Linked DNA regions of Mus musculus: region 2 is linked to region 1. The links are chromatin contacts, called in public Hi-C maps. All regions are on one chromosome and are shown on one strand. The core of a region is the stretch at or near the end of the contact, and the rest is flanking DNA. Distances in the headings are between cores, read along the strand shown.

Region 1 (7,414 bases), core at 2,354-4,853:
ATTAGGCCATTCCAGTGAGTCAAGACTGTGCCAAAAGCCACACACCCGAATTTGAGTTTCTTCTTAAAGCCAGATCTTCTTGTGACCAAATATTTCTCAGGGGAAGAACACTGGCAGCATATTAATCCATGTCACTTTAGGCTACCCAAAGGAACACACTGAATGCCTGTCATTCTTAACCCCCCTCTTTGCAGCCACAGATTAGCTACACTGACTATTCTGTTATATGGAATTAAACTAAGGCAACGTCATAATCATGCACAGTGACTGGAAAGTTATGCTCCGTACGGCAGGCCAAACGCTTGCTGTGATTTTGTGCTGTTACCTTGGTAACTGAGGAAGCTAATCACTGAACATCTCCACAGCCATGTGGCCACTCACGTTCTCCACTTTGAGCCACAGGTGGGGACAGGACAGATGAGTGCTTTCAGCACTCATTGAATGTCTTTTAGATTAAAGGCATTCTCTAGTTCTGTGACATGGCAGTCCCAAAGCTTGTTCCCACAGAGACTTTCTACTTCAAATTCCCAGTTGTTTGCATGATAAAGAGAACTCCATGCCTCCTGAGAAACAAGCCAGACTGATCCCAAGAGACAACTGATTCTCAACCTTTCCCTGGCTCCTAGCTTCCATGACCGACCCTCAAAAGAGGCCAGAGAAAAGGCTCGGCGGTGGAAGCATTAGCTGTCATGCCTGATGACCTGACATCCGAGAACCCACATAGTGAAGGAGAGACCCAGCTCCTGAAAACACACACACACAAAGAGAGAGAGAGAGATTTCAAGCTCCTTCGGGACCTCTTCTCTTCCTATTTAAGCCAAAGCTCAATTTCCATGAGGCCTCAAACCCCTCATATTTCAATAAAAATTTTATTCATCACAGCCTCAGCCAAAGACTGCCAATCATACAATAGCGTTTTATAATTAAAGACAATCTCTCCCAATAAACTCAATCCAAAAGATTTTCTTGGTCATATAAAATTGAGATCTTAAAAAGACTGATCAAAAGACTAAGGGACACAGGACAGAAATTACAAAATGTCAATCCAAAATTAAAGAGGTGTATGGACCGAGAGGAAGAAATAAAGACGCTTAATATCAGAGGGTCCATTAAAAATAGCCAATGAGCCGGGCAGTGGTGGCGCAAGCCTTTAATCCCAGCACTTGGGAGGCAGAGACAGGCAGAGTTCTGAGTTCGGGGCCAGCCTGGTCTACAGAGTGAGTTCCAGGACAGCCAGGGCTCCACAGAGAAACCCTGTCTCAAAAACAAAACAACAACAACAACAACAACAAAACAAAAAACCAAAAAACATAAACAAAAATAGCCAATGATTGAGAGTGGCAGCCATGGGTGCCACAGGTTGGGGGCACATCCACATGACACCTGAGCTGTTGTGGAAGCCATGGACCTCATTTTTAGGCCCCCACTTTGGTGTTGGCTACTAGGGTTCCCTCCAGCCCCAGTTTTCCTGGCTATAAAATAATCCTGCCTCCCAAGGCGGAGTGAGCTAGGGATGTCTATGTGTATCCTACAGGTCTAGGCTTCATGGCATAGGAGAGAGCACTTTTCACAGAATTCACTGGTTGCGTTTGACACTGTTCATAGTTTTAAAAGTTAGAGGATTTTCAACATATATATGGAAGTGCCATTGTTTTGTATACTAACCTAAAACCCAAAGCAACCCTGCCTACAGGGGTCAGGGGGTAGATCAATCATTTCTTAAGTGACTCAAAAGAATTGTGATAAATGCTTACTGAGTTACTGAATGCTAGACATTGGTTATAAGGTGGTGAACAAGATGAGTGACCACCTGCCCCCCCCCCCATGGAATAGAACCATGCTAACAAACCAGCAAACCCCTACTTGATTCTTTTTTTTTTTTTTTTTTTTTTTGGTTGTTTCGAGACAGGGTTTCTCTGTGGAGCTTTGGCTGCCCTGGAACTCACTCTGTAGACCAGGCTGGCCTTGAACTAAGAAATCTGCCTGCCTCTGCCTCCCAAGTGCTGGGATTAAAGGTGTGCACCACCACGGCCCGGCCCCTACTTCATTCTTATATAAACTGCTCCATGCAGCCTACTCTTGTACACAGTGATGTCACTATCTACTGTTTCGTTTTCAATATCTTTTAGACCCAGTAAGAACTTACCCTTCTGAAGCCCACAAAACCATACGTGGCATTCTAAAACAGGACATGACCAAACAGTATGTTGCTAGGTGGCTGTTGTTATTTCTGACAGAAACTATTACAAATGTATCTAGTGACTGAGGAGGTGGCCATGACTTGTCCAAATAGCGACTGATTTATGGAGGGCAGAACTGCAATTAGGACATCCAAAGGCGTTCCCAGGGGATAAGTCTGCAGACATCCACTCAAAAGCATGCATTGTCTCATAATGCGTAGTGTTTCAACAATTCACGTTCATGGTGTCCTTGTTTCTAGGTCACCCAGATTCCAACTCAATGATGATTCCAGGGAAAAACTAGGGGCTCAGAGCTGCATGAGCACAGGAATTAGAGAAAGAAAGCAATGTACATGATAAAATTATCAAGATCCCTCTGTCTTCAAAGAAAACCACAAAGAACCCTCTCATCTTAACAGAGTCAGTATTTCAGGGCTCATTGGGGGCATTTTATGTATCAATCTGAGACTTGGTCTATTAATGTAATGAAGAAAAATCTATTATATGAGGCTCCTCAGTATGTCCAGAAGAGGTGCTATGATACCAGCACAGTTTAGGAGCTGGGGCAATTGTATTACATCTGCTACTTCAGACATGCGCTCTCTCACCAATACACAGTAGTAACTTTATATCTCCTCTCCACTTATAGCAATTTCCTTTCAGGTTAGGATGCCTAAAATGATCTATTTATATTTGTAATTGTATGAAAATGTGTAGGTGTGTGCATGTGAGAGGTCTATGCATGTGAGTGCAGGTTTCTCGGGAGGCCAAAGGTGCTGACTCCCTTGGAGGCTGTGAGTCGCTGCCTGACGTGGATGTTGGTACTAGAACTGGGGTCTTCTGAAAAGAGACGTGTGCTCTCTTAACCACTGAGTCATCTCTCCAGCGCTAAGATGCCTTCTTGTTCAGGCTGAGCTTCATAGACCTTAACACTAATAAAGATGCTTTGAAAGCTGTAGGTTTAAACTACTCCAATATTTTGGTTTTCAAAGCTTGCGTCTTCCAGAACCAACATTTTTATTGCTTTGAAATAAAAGAAGAGTGGCTTGTGGTGCTACACCTGGAGGCCTTTTTTGACTCCAACCTGACGATGCTGTCTGTAGACTCAAGTTATCAGAGCCACTGTAAAATTAAGTATGAATTCGGGCAGCTGCTCCTACCGTTCTGCCAGCCATCAGTATCTAACCCGTCTCACTGATTTTTAGAATGCCACACTACTGAGGGTCACACAGCTGTTGTTTGAGTGCGAAGCTTCTCCTGTAATCTCCACCTGTGTGAACTTGGTCCCCAGTTTTTGGTGGGACGTTTTAGGAGGGTTGTGGAACCCTTAGGAGTCGGAGCCTCTCTGGAGGAAGTGAGTCACTTGTGGTGGGACTTGGGGGGGGGGGGGGTAGCAGTGCTTCCAGGCAGCTCTCTGCTACATGACTGTAGATACCATGTGACTAGCCACTTCCGACCCCTCCTGCCATGCTGTCTCTGCCAGGACAGACTGTATCCTTTCTTAAACCACGAGCCAACATTTGTGTCAGATATTTTATAACAGCCATGAGAATAATAAGGAATAAAAACACACCCCTAAAGTACCTCTTTTATCTTGCTGCTGGGTTTTTGTGAAGGGGCAGGTTCACACTTCATTTGGTTGTATGTGTCCATAAAAGTAGTAAAACCTTCCATAAACTTTATCTAGGGTGGACAGTGAGCGCTTCTCACAGCCTCGATCGGCATTATATATTATCAAGGATGTGGCCGACCTCTGCTTCCTCATTATTTTTTGCACGTTGCCCTCCTGTGGTGTCAGTCTGTGGTACAACTGCATGCAATAGCTGGGCGTGTGTTAAGGAAATGCATATGGCTGATAATATATTCGAGAGGAAAGCTGGTTGCATCTGAATCGATCCGAAAACTTCTAAATGGAGAGTGGGGGATGCGGGGGGGGGGGGTGTTGGTGATCACAGTAGAGCCTCTAAAGGAGAGGTCTGATTTTATTGGTATGGTAACTTTCATGACATCATTTATGAAGAAGCTACATCTGGCAAAGAGTGAGGACGCCAGTCACCAGCAATGCATGATTGAGTCCTGGGTTCAGTGCTTCCACTGTACCTTCTCAACACTTTCACCAGGCACAGGCCTTCATCACATCCATTGTACAGATCAGAGAAGTAAAACGAAAGCAGTTAGTTGCCTACGGCCCCATGGCCAGCAAATGGAAGGATTTCTCTCCAGAACCTGTGCCCTTAGTATATTCCCAAGAATTCCGGGAATGGCAAAGCAGTTAAGAAAAATGATATCTCCTAGACAGGAATTTTTTTAAGTAACATTAAAATGATAGTCATATAATATTAAAATGAAATAGGGGCTCCTTTGGGGTGGAAGTTAGTCTGGAAATGATTTTCCTATTAATTCCTCTAATTCATAAAAGATAAAGAAAAACAACCCATAAGCCACAAGGAGCCCACAGTGAGGGACCCACGATGGGGCTGTGGATGTCTTCAACCAGCTGTCTTCTATGGGTTTTGTGAGAACTTGTCCCACTTGGTAAGTGGAAACATGACAGGAAGAATGTGGTTCTAAATGAAGGCTGACAAGCGCCGAGCTACTCCAGGTTATGAGCTCTAAAAAATAATCAAGAATTTTCTATGCTGTTTAAAGGCTGTCTTCCTCAAGGAAGACAGGTCAATTCTACTGCATACTGTTTCCAGTGCCAGCCCCGAATCATTAAGATGTTCCGTGTGCCTTGGATTTTATTCTTCCCATGCTAGAGAAAGGTGCAAAATACTGTCCTCTTCTCAAGTGAAGTTTATAAGTCATATAAGGAAAGACTGGATCGAAACTGCTGAGGGGACCTTGTGTTGCTTTGCTCTAAAGTTCATGAGACTGATTTAGAGAGACCAGGATCTCTGAGACAGCGCAAGCATCCCAGGGTGACTTGACGGAAAGCCCAGCTCCTCAAAAGCAAGCCCGAGCTTATAAAAAACACTTTCCCTTTGGATAAACATGGGCCTGACTTGCAAGCCTTCACTTATAGCCTGGCTCAGTGTCCTGCAACAATGAAGGTCAAAGGGGCCTCCGTGGGGACAGTAGCCAGGGAACAGCTCACCAGAAAGAAACAGACACAGCCCTATTTTATGAATTGAGACCCTAAACCAGTGGTTCTCAACCTCCCTAGTGCTGCAACCCTTTAATATGGTTCCTCATGTCATAGTGATCCCCAACTATAAAATTATCCCCTTGCTACTTCATAACTAATTTTGCTACTGTTATGAATTGTAATGTAAATATTTGATATGCCAGATATCTGATATGTGACCAGCAAAGTGTCGCAACCCACAGGTTGAGAAATGCTGCTCTAGAATATTTTCATTTTCTAAGGAAACAAAGATCCCAATCTATTGTCGACTTTTAAAGTTCTGGAACAATTCAGAGCCAAGGGTTTGTTGATGAGGAGGCACAGTGGGAAAGCTGTTGAATGCTCCATTCATGTCCTCCACAGACTCCATCCCTCCACACAGGTTGGTGATAGGCATTTACAGTCATGTCCACATGGGATACAGAACATTTTCAATCCTCTCAGAGAATGAGGGAGTGTCTTTACAATGATGCTCTTCATCCAAAACCACCCAGGAGTTTAGCTGGTCACCTCGTCGGAGTGGGGATCATGAAAGAAGCAGAACTTAATCCCAAAACATGAAGCTATTGCATGGGCATGTGAGCGACCATCATCAATACAATCAGCATCCAGAGCTTCAGGGTAAGGATGTCAAAGACATCAATGGGGGGCGGGGGGAATGGAGGCTTCTGGAAGGATAGATGGGCAGATTTGAGAATATCCAGTTTTTAAGTTAAGCCAAAATATTTTGTTTCACACAGAACTCCCAAGAGTTCATAAGTTAATGCCCCCATTACCTCTCCAAGAATAAGGCTGTAGGGCTGTAGTATAGGATTTCCAAAATGATATTGACCATGGAAACTACGCTTCATGGACCCCTCTTGGGACTAATGTTCTACAAAAAGTACTTTGGCACATCAGATGGACCACATAGCTCCAGATATCTGTCCAATATACATTAATAAACCCCAAAGATTGACTCCCTAGGGACCATGACTACCAGGAAACATAAGCACCACGTATCCCCTAATGCTCTCAACTGTGCATATAAACTTGGTAAGAGTCTCTGGACGGCAGTTCATAGACAGAGCTGAAACAGTTTCAGAAATAGACTGGCCCGCTCCCAATTTATACATGCAAAGGAGAATTTCTTGAAAACTCCACTACCCTGCCTTAATACAAAGGAGAATTTCTTTAAAAGCCCATACCTTGCCTTGGACAGAAGTTATACAGAAGCCCGGTGGAGGGGGGTGGACCTCAGAGAGCCCTGAACCCAGCGCTTTGGAATGAGGCCAGAAGACCTTTAGGCTCCATCTGTGCTCCCATAAAAGGGTGCTCCCAGCAGGGAGTCCTCCTTTTTGCCCCAGAACAAACTGAGTGTCTGTATATCTGTGCACTGTCTTCCTACTGTTTACATTATTTCTTGTCACCTCTGCTACTTTGCTGTCTCCTGCACAAATGGCTCTTTGCAATGTGTGTGTGTGTGTGTGTGTGTGTGTGTGTGTGTGTGTGTGTGTGTGTTTCAAGGCTGATGACAAGAGCCATGCGTTACTTCCTGATCCTACCACTTGTGTAAGTCAAGGCTGGGCCTTTACTAAACATTTACTGTAGTTGTCACACCTGACATGATGCAGCTAGTGTGTTCCTCGCTCATGCTTAACAGGATTCCGGTAAAAAGTCCTGATAAACTAGGCTGCTTTGAAGCCATGGTACCCTCTGGATTTGTTTACTTTTTGAGTATCCATGCTGCCCCTTTTTGCTTTGTGTAAAAATACTGCTTTCTGTAAAGTTGGAAAAAAAGGCAGTTGGAGGGAGAAAAGTCCTTGCTTAAGGTTGGCTATCCACGCTGGAAGCAAGGCTCTGGGCTGTATTGGATAACACCACAGCCATGAGCCACAAGCAGCTATCTGATGCTTTAGACTGAGATGTGGTAAAACATGGATTTTGGTGTTCAAAGACATACTAAAGAAAAATAATGGAATACATTATATTGATAACCTCTAATGCTATCTAATGAAATTAGATATATCAGGTTAAAATAAAATGTAACTAAAAAATAGAATTTGCCATTCTCTTCCCGTGGCTATGACAAAAATTAAAATGGTGAGCTTTACACATTCCAAACTAA
Region 2 (7,414 bases), core at 1,777-4,276, 50 kb after region 1:
TTGTTAATAGTGAAAGATTTACTATAATCTCAAGAACCATTATTTGAGACCTGTGCCACCATATCATGGGACTCTACAAACCAAAAGAACATAAGTTAACAGTTAGATACACTGAAAATATATAAAAAGTGAAGGCACATATTATATACAGCACATCCATGTAGTAAAACATATGCACATACATATGTTCAAACATATATGTATATATGTATATATATGTGCTGCATATGTGGATATGTATATATGTTTATAATTTTGTTAGAAAAAATGTGTAATGTATATAAAAAGCAGGAGAGAAGTACTTTTAATTGTATATCGTTTAAAGTAATTTTACCACAGCCATACATAGAAATAGAGGCAGAAAACCTTAAAAATATCATAAGAGCTAGGAATACTCATAGTAGCTGTTCTACTAATACTATGTGTTTTAAAAAAAGATTTATAAAAATTGCAATGGGGGCTGGAGAGATGGCTCAGCGGGTAAGAGCACTGACTGCTCTTCCAAAGGTCCTGAGTTCAAATCTCAGCAACCACATAGTGGCTCACAACCACCCGTAATGAGATCTGATGCCTTCTTCTCGTGTGACTGAAGACAGCAAAAGTGCACTTATTTATAATAAATAAAATCTTTTAAAAACTGCAATGGACAGGAGTCTGTCAGATCAGGCACTAGGAGAAGTACAGACAATAACTCTATATTCATAAGCTCATGTGAAACCCAATGGTGTGGCAAAGTGCAGCTCTGTCAGCAGAGAAGGGACACCTCTCTGTTTGTCAGGTTGTCTTCTCAAAAAGAGACATGCAAATTGGTAACAGAAGCACACTAAGATCCGGCAAAACTCTGGCCTTAAGACTTGCAACCCAGAGTGAAAGATCTCCCTCGCTCTCTCTCTCTCTCCCTCTCTCTCCCCCTCCATATATATATATATATATATATATATATATATATATATATATATGCATTTATATTGGCATATATATGAGCAATGCCATCACAATAGATACTAAGATGATCTTGTGCAGCAGAAATAGATTTTTGAAAGAAAGATGCTGAACCAAACAAAGGCCTCTTGAGAACATTAAAATCAATTTTCCACCCATTTACTGAACTCTTATCAAGTCAGGAAAAATGCACCCCTAGAATGACAAGAAACTTCAGCATGTGCACTCGCTTGAATCATTGAGCAGGCTCTTCCAAAGGACAGAACTGTGGCCGTTTATTTCTATCTTACCACTTCTAATAGAGACTCCAACTTAATCTCAGAGATTGTCCTTTTTAAACGATTAAAAACTCTTAGGGGAATTATTTCCATCTCCTTCAGCTCCGGAAACTGCCAAGCCTTAGACAGCCAACCTGACCGATTTAAGTCATCCCAGCTGCAACACTAGGGCATGGGAAGCTGATAGTACAGGGCTTTCCAAGAAGATACCGCATGAACACCCATTTAGAGCCAGCCACAGCTGCATGCAGAGCTCACGCAGGCCGGACACTAGTGTTCAAAACCCTCTGCCTTACAAACTTCCAGGGTAGGTGTCTGAACGCGAGTGTACAGCTCTGGTTTTCATGAGAATGACTTAAAGGAAGGACCATCTCCTGACCACGCATCTCATCTCAGTCTCTGGATTCTTCCCTTTCAGCGATGCCTCCCAAATAGCTGATGCCCACACGGGAAAAGCACTTCTCCCTGCAACTGGAATTGGTAAGCAGCAGAAGCAGTGGGCTTCTCCCTTTCTCTGGGTTTCAGCTCCTCCCCTTCTTCCACAAGGAACCATTCTCGCCTCCCCAAATCTGCTTCAACAATGGCCCAGGATTCCCTCCAGCCAGGACTTCTCCTCTGGGCCAGGAACAAGGCGAGTTATCTGAACAAGAGTTGATGACCGAGTAACTTTGGCACTTCCAGGCTGTCTCCCGGGGATCTCACCCAGGGTCCTCTACGGGCCAGAACCTGCCCTGTCAGTTGCTGTGGATCTTAAAGTCCCAAGAAGGGCGAGGGGAGGCACACCGAAGCAGCTGGGAGCTTCCCTTACCCTTTCAGCGCATCGTGTCCTCCGCCGCCTCTTCTCTTGGCCCGATTGGCTCTGGTCTCCTTCAGGCTCCCAGCCTCCAAATTGGCGTCCGCCCCATGGCTCGTGTAGGACTCGAGGAGCAGGGCGAACGCCAGCGCGACCTCCAGCAGCCCTCCTCGCCGCATGGTGCCGCCGGCCGCCACTCGCTCCGCCGCCGCCGCCGCCGCCGCCGCCGCGCCTTCCAGCGGCCCGAGTCTCCGGGGTCCCGCTGTCTCACTGTCCGGCTGTCCTGATGCAGAGAGGTCCCCGGCCTGGGTCCTACAGCTTTCTTCTCCAGGGACTGCTCCCACTTCGGGTAGTCCCTGCCTGTCCTGCAACACAGACAAGTCCCCAAGGCGGGGAGGTGAGACACTCAGGGCTCCGGGATGCTGAAAGCTCGCAGTCCCCGGTGCCGAGCCCAGACCGCGCGCCGCCTGCGCGTGGCGCAGTTACTCGGAGGAACGAGGACCACTCGATCCCAACTAGCTGCAGAGCCAGAACCCGGCGACTGGCATCCGCGGACCCTGTGGCCTCGCGGCGCCAAGTACCGTGTCCCTAGGGAGCCCAGGCGTCCCGCGAGCGGACTGCCTACACGGTCTTAATGGCACTGATTGCGCGCGGTGACGGCTGACGCCCCAGCTCTCCAAAAAGGGTCCTCTCCGCCCACATACCGGGTCATGGCCAACCCCGCCAGTCCCCTGCATCCGACGTGGAGCAGGGCACTGCAGTCCCGGATCTTGCAGCTGTCAGGCAGAGAGGGCCAGCTGCAGATGCTCGAGACATCCCCTCACCCTGCCCGGCCTCCTGCCCTGGATGCCGCGCAAACGGCCCTCCAGCCACCCGCCTGCCGCCCGACCCTGGCGGGACCCCATGAGACCCACTGGACTAGCGGCTCGGACTCTCAGGCGGCGGTGGCTGCTCTGCTCCGCAGCTGTCCCAGCTGTGGCCGCCTGTGGCACCCACAGTCTCTGCCCCAACTCTGCGGCCCCCTCCTTTCCCACCTCTTCAAGTATCGTCCGCGCAGCGGTTTCTCGCGAGAGAAATACTTTTTTAAAAAAAAGAAAGAAAGAAAAAGAAAATGACACCCTCCCCACCTCCCCCCATCACCACCCCACCCCCGGCCCCATCTATCCTCCCTTTCCACTCCCCTCTGCCAGCCACCGCCCGGACCCGGGCCTCCCTCATTCGCAGGATCAGTGCCCTGGGAGGAGGCGGAGGTGATCCAGTCCTGCCTGGCCTGGGATATTCCGTCCCAGGGTGGGGAAGAGAGGGAATGGGAAGAGGTGGAGTAGCGGTTTAGACCGATCTGCCTGCGGCTGAGAGGTCCAGACCCGAGATTCCCGCGATCAGAAGCACGGAGAGCTGGGCCACCTGCGCGGAGAACGCATGCTGGACACCTTGGCCAACGAGGCCCAGGAGGCCCTGGCTGGAAAGGGGCTCTGTGGCAGTGGCCCTCGCTTCTCAGCCCAGTCTTCTGCTGTCTGGCTGGGAGGAGAAATTGTAGGCTCCGAGGCTCAGGCAGGGCTTGTGGTGAGGCCACCACCACTGAGCCAGCCAACAGGTTAGCGGCGGCGAAAGGGGCATGCCAGTGTCAGGAGCCCGCTGGAGGAGCAATTCTCCCGAGGCTCAGGTCAAGCTACTCACCTAGGCTAAATGAAGAGGCTGCGAAAGTCTCAGTCTGTGATGTGGGGGCCTGTGATTTGGGTTTCAGACAATCCTCCCGCCCAACTCTCAGTTAGGAATGGGGTTTCCTAAAATAACCCTATTTTCACATGTGTACACACTATACAGAGAGCACATACACACACATGCATGGGATTGGGGTGGGGTGGGGGTGTCTGAAATCCACATCGGGCTCGACCGCAGGGACCAGGGACTCCAGTCACCAACTGTCACTTTCCACACAGTTACCCTAAGAATGCACGCATCTTGTTGACCCGGATTTTTCTTGTTTTCAACATCTTGTGCCCGGATATGAGATTATAGAGATCGAGGCATGTTATCAACTCCATCTTCTTTTCAAAATGGACCACGCCTCATGATAATGGACTCACTGCACTGCTTCGATACCTGAATAGGAAGACTTAAACACTGATTTAAATTCATAATTATTTAAATATATTATCTAGTTTAATTGAGGTCTTACTTTCAAAAAAAAATCCTCTTAACAGATCCATGAACTGGAGATTCCGTCCTACATCTTCAGGTGAGAAAAGAGGTATTCATTCGAGGGCCAGGAGATGGCTCTGAGCAAATAAAGCACCAAGCCTGGTAACGTGCGTTCTAGCACCAGGAACTACCTGGCAGAAGGAAGGAAAGACTCCTGAATGTGTCCTCTGACCAACGTACTCGGCATACGCATGCGCACAAGTGAGCACATATACTCCAAATGTCGTCAAATAAAGAACCATTCATTGAAGAAGTAGCTATTGAACACTTGTGCCACCTGGCCCACGGATGAATCAGAATCACTTGCAAGTAAGCCAGGAGTTTCAGTCCCTTTGCACAGCAGGTGATCGACAGGGAAGGCAAGCTTGAAACAAATAGTAGCTCATATGTTACATGCCAACAAACACGGGGCACTGCTTAGATGATGTATGTGACCATGACTAGACATAGGCTAGGGCCAATAGAGGAGGCTTCCCTGATAAAGTATCATTGAACCCTTTTAAGGCACCATGGCGACTTAGAAAGAGCAAAAGTTCTTAACTATAGATACACAGTAAGTTCTAGGAACTTAAAAAGAAATAGGCAAGGACCCAGTTTTTTAAAGTCTGTGGTGGACATTGACATGGCTATTTTTCAAAGATCCCCACAAATCCAAAGGGGTGGTAGGGATATTACTAAAGGTGGGAAAGGGGTCCAAACCGAGGAACCATAGTCCCATGGTCGGCAGAAGCAAGGTTTCTGGGGGTTAGGGAGGACTTTGGTCTGACCTCTGTGTATCAGGCTGTTCTGAACCCACTGTGCAATCTAGAAACTGCCTGATTTCTCTGTATTCAAGTGGTATGCAAGAGGCAATGTGATCCTGTCCCCTGTCTCCTGGAGGCTGCTCCTTGGCAACATAATGGAACAGAGCGACTGAACGCAGGGCCCTCGGAAGGCTTTGTCCAGGTAGCACAGAGCAAACCCCAGTAAGGGTTCCATTTATCTCATAGTATGATCACCAAGTTCTCCCCAGCAAGTGGAGAGCTGGCAAGGGCTGCGGCAGTCCTCCAGCCTGCCTTTCGCTTTCAGTTTCTCCTCCCCTGGACTTCCACATGGAACAGCTTTTCCTACAAAAGAGAACCATAGATATAACTGAAAGAGCCAATGGAGTTCCTTCCTGGGGAGTGATATGATGACAGCTTCAAAATCTCACCCCATTTTTCACCCACTCCATTATTATTCTCTGTACTGAAGAAAGACACCCACACATTTGCAGCCACTGACAGAGCCTTGGTGTGCCTCAGTTGCCCCACTGCTTTCTTAAGAATGAGTGAAGTGAATCTTGGCTGTGGAGATGAACATAAGTGTAAGTTGACTGATAGCCATTGAATGATGTATCCATGTGTTCTACCTTTTATTACTTAGCTATTCATTAGCCAATTTGACCAAAGTAAAGCACCCTCTTCTAACCACCTCACCAAAGATGAGACTATATTGCCATCGTTTTCCAGAACTTTTCTTTATCAAACATTTTGACTACTTAACTTTTAAGTCTTTCCCTATAATCCCGCCATTCTAACGCTTTCTCCATTTCTCATGAGTCCTTGTCCCTATGTCACATCTTACATGGTCATAACCACAGGGTCTATGTAGTTTTGTCTTCTGTTGAACAGAGGGGAGAATTTGTTCTCGCTTCAGACTTAGCCTTCGCATTTTGCAGATGGGGGTCCCTGGGTGAGGTTGGCCTAGCCATACTTCTGGCAAAGAGCATGTACAAATGTTGAATTATGTTATTGAAATAGCTTTCATTACCTCAATCCCCCAAAGCAAACAGTTCCTCTCCACCCAAAACAACAGCTCCATTTCCCAGTCTCATTTCACTTGTGTTTTGATGAGTTCTGGGTCCCACCCTGGTATTGCCTGTCATTTTTTTTTTCTTACCAGACATAACAGATACCAGCCCAACAGCAGAGGAAAGTAAAGAAGAGGCCTGGCCAGCAAGAAGGGATGTAACACTGGATCCATCACAAATTAAAAACACACCCTCCCTGGGTACCATTCAACCCATGTTTACTAAACACCAGCTCTGTGTGCCATACCAGGGTAGATCTTGCAGACGCCCCTAAAAATCCTTTCCAGGGCACTTCTCATTCTCTCAGAAGGAGACCATATCTGCAAAGTTCCAAGCACGGCAAGCAGGAAGCCAAGAGGCAAAGGCGAGTACTTCAAGCATTTTATAGGCAAAACTCAGATTTTATCTGTGGAACTTGATTGACACTTGAGCTCCATTTAATTTTCACAGGCAATGAAGCACTCTGCTGAGGTTTTTTCAATGATGGGAAGGTGATATAACTTTTTACAGCTCACAGGCCTCAAAACAGACCTTTGGACTGAGGGTCTCCAATCAGCAAAGTTTACCATTTACCTGGCCTGCAAGACAAAGGCCAGCACAGAAAATGGTTTGAAGAATCATCCCAGAGCTGGGTGTCACCAAAGCAAGGCGTCCACAGGGGAGAGGGTTGGGTGGAGTGGTATGACTGCTCTGGTCTGGAAGCCTTAATGGACGAGATGGGATTTGGGTAGTGCCTTGAAAGGAGGGTAGGGTTTGGCTGCACAGAACCATCTTGGAAGAATATCCCAGACACAAAAGAGGAGCAGGAGGCAAAAGCAGAAAGGGAGGATAGATTCGGGGCCAGAGGAGACAGATGAGGTATTTTCCCATCCTTCTCTGGGACACACCCTGGGCTGAGTGTTCATGAAGGGCAGCAGGCTACTGCGGACCCGTGGGCATCATTTCTTAAATGACCATGATTAGTCACACCACGAGGACATTCATTGTCTCCATCCCCAAGACCTGGAAGATCTGGAATCCATTATGACCACTGTGCTCAAACTGACAGAGGGCAAACAACACACGATTTCCCCTGGGCTTCAATTAGTCACCTACATTAAATAATTTTAATAGAGAATGAACTTTATTTCAGGATCCTAATGAAAGTTTCTTTATACCAGGAAATGCATACCCTAACCTGCTGTCTTGGGCAATCTGAAAATCTCGTTAAGACGGGAGTGACAAGCAGTCTCCTTTAGCAACATTATCTTTTTCTACATCTGTTTTTACTTTCAATCTCAATTTTCTCCCAACCGTAATTAGTGGATACTAGTAATTAGTGGATATTTTAAAATGTTTTTTTTCCTTGCTGACTTTATCAATTCCCAT

Evidence for each region. A called contact is a pair of places that touch in the nucleus more often than the background predicts.
Region 2: a contact with region 1 is called in a Hi-C map of muscle stem cells, with 1.5 times the contacts expected there. The contact joins the promoter of Fbn1 here to the enhancer-like site in region 1. A contact is called at or near these places in 10 of 484 Hi-C or Micro-C datasets (the 3T3-L1 cell line, LSK cells, Sertoli cells and 6 more), 2 of 115 datasets of contacts at active chromatin or transcription factors (embryonic stem cells and heart atrium) and 3 of 9 other capture datasets (adipose tissue, liver and pancreatic islet).

What each region holds. Positions count from the first base shown.
Region 1 is chr2:125,452,643-125,460,056 of GRCm38.p6, forward strand. The region is part of intron 6 of Fbn1 (fibrillin 1); the gene reads right to left. Among named protein-coding and RNA genes, the nearest start is that of Fbn1, 50 kb to the right of the region's middle. Within about 2 kb of position 3,604, at least 44 of the 459 cell types and tissues checked have an H3K27ac peak or open chromatin away from gene starts, as enhancers often do. A contact at or near this core is called in LSK cells and muscle stem cells, where this site is marked.
Region 2 is chr2:125,503,412-125,510,825 of GRCm38.p6, forward strand. It overlaps Fbn1 (fibrillin 1), which reads right to left and starts at 3,027. Exons shown (of 66, transcript NM_007993.2): 1 at 2,928-3,027; 2 at 2,029-2,378. The coding sequence starts at 2,192.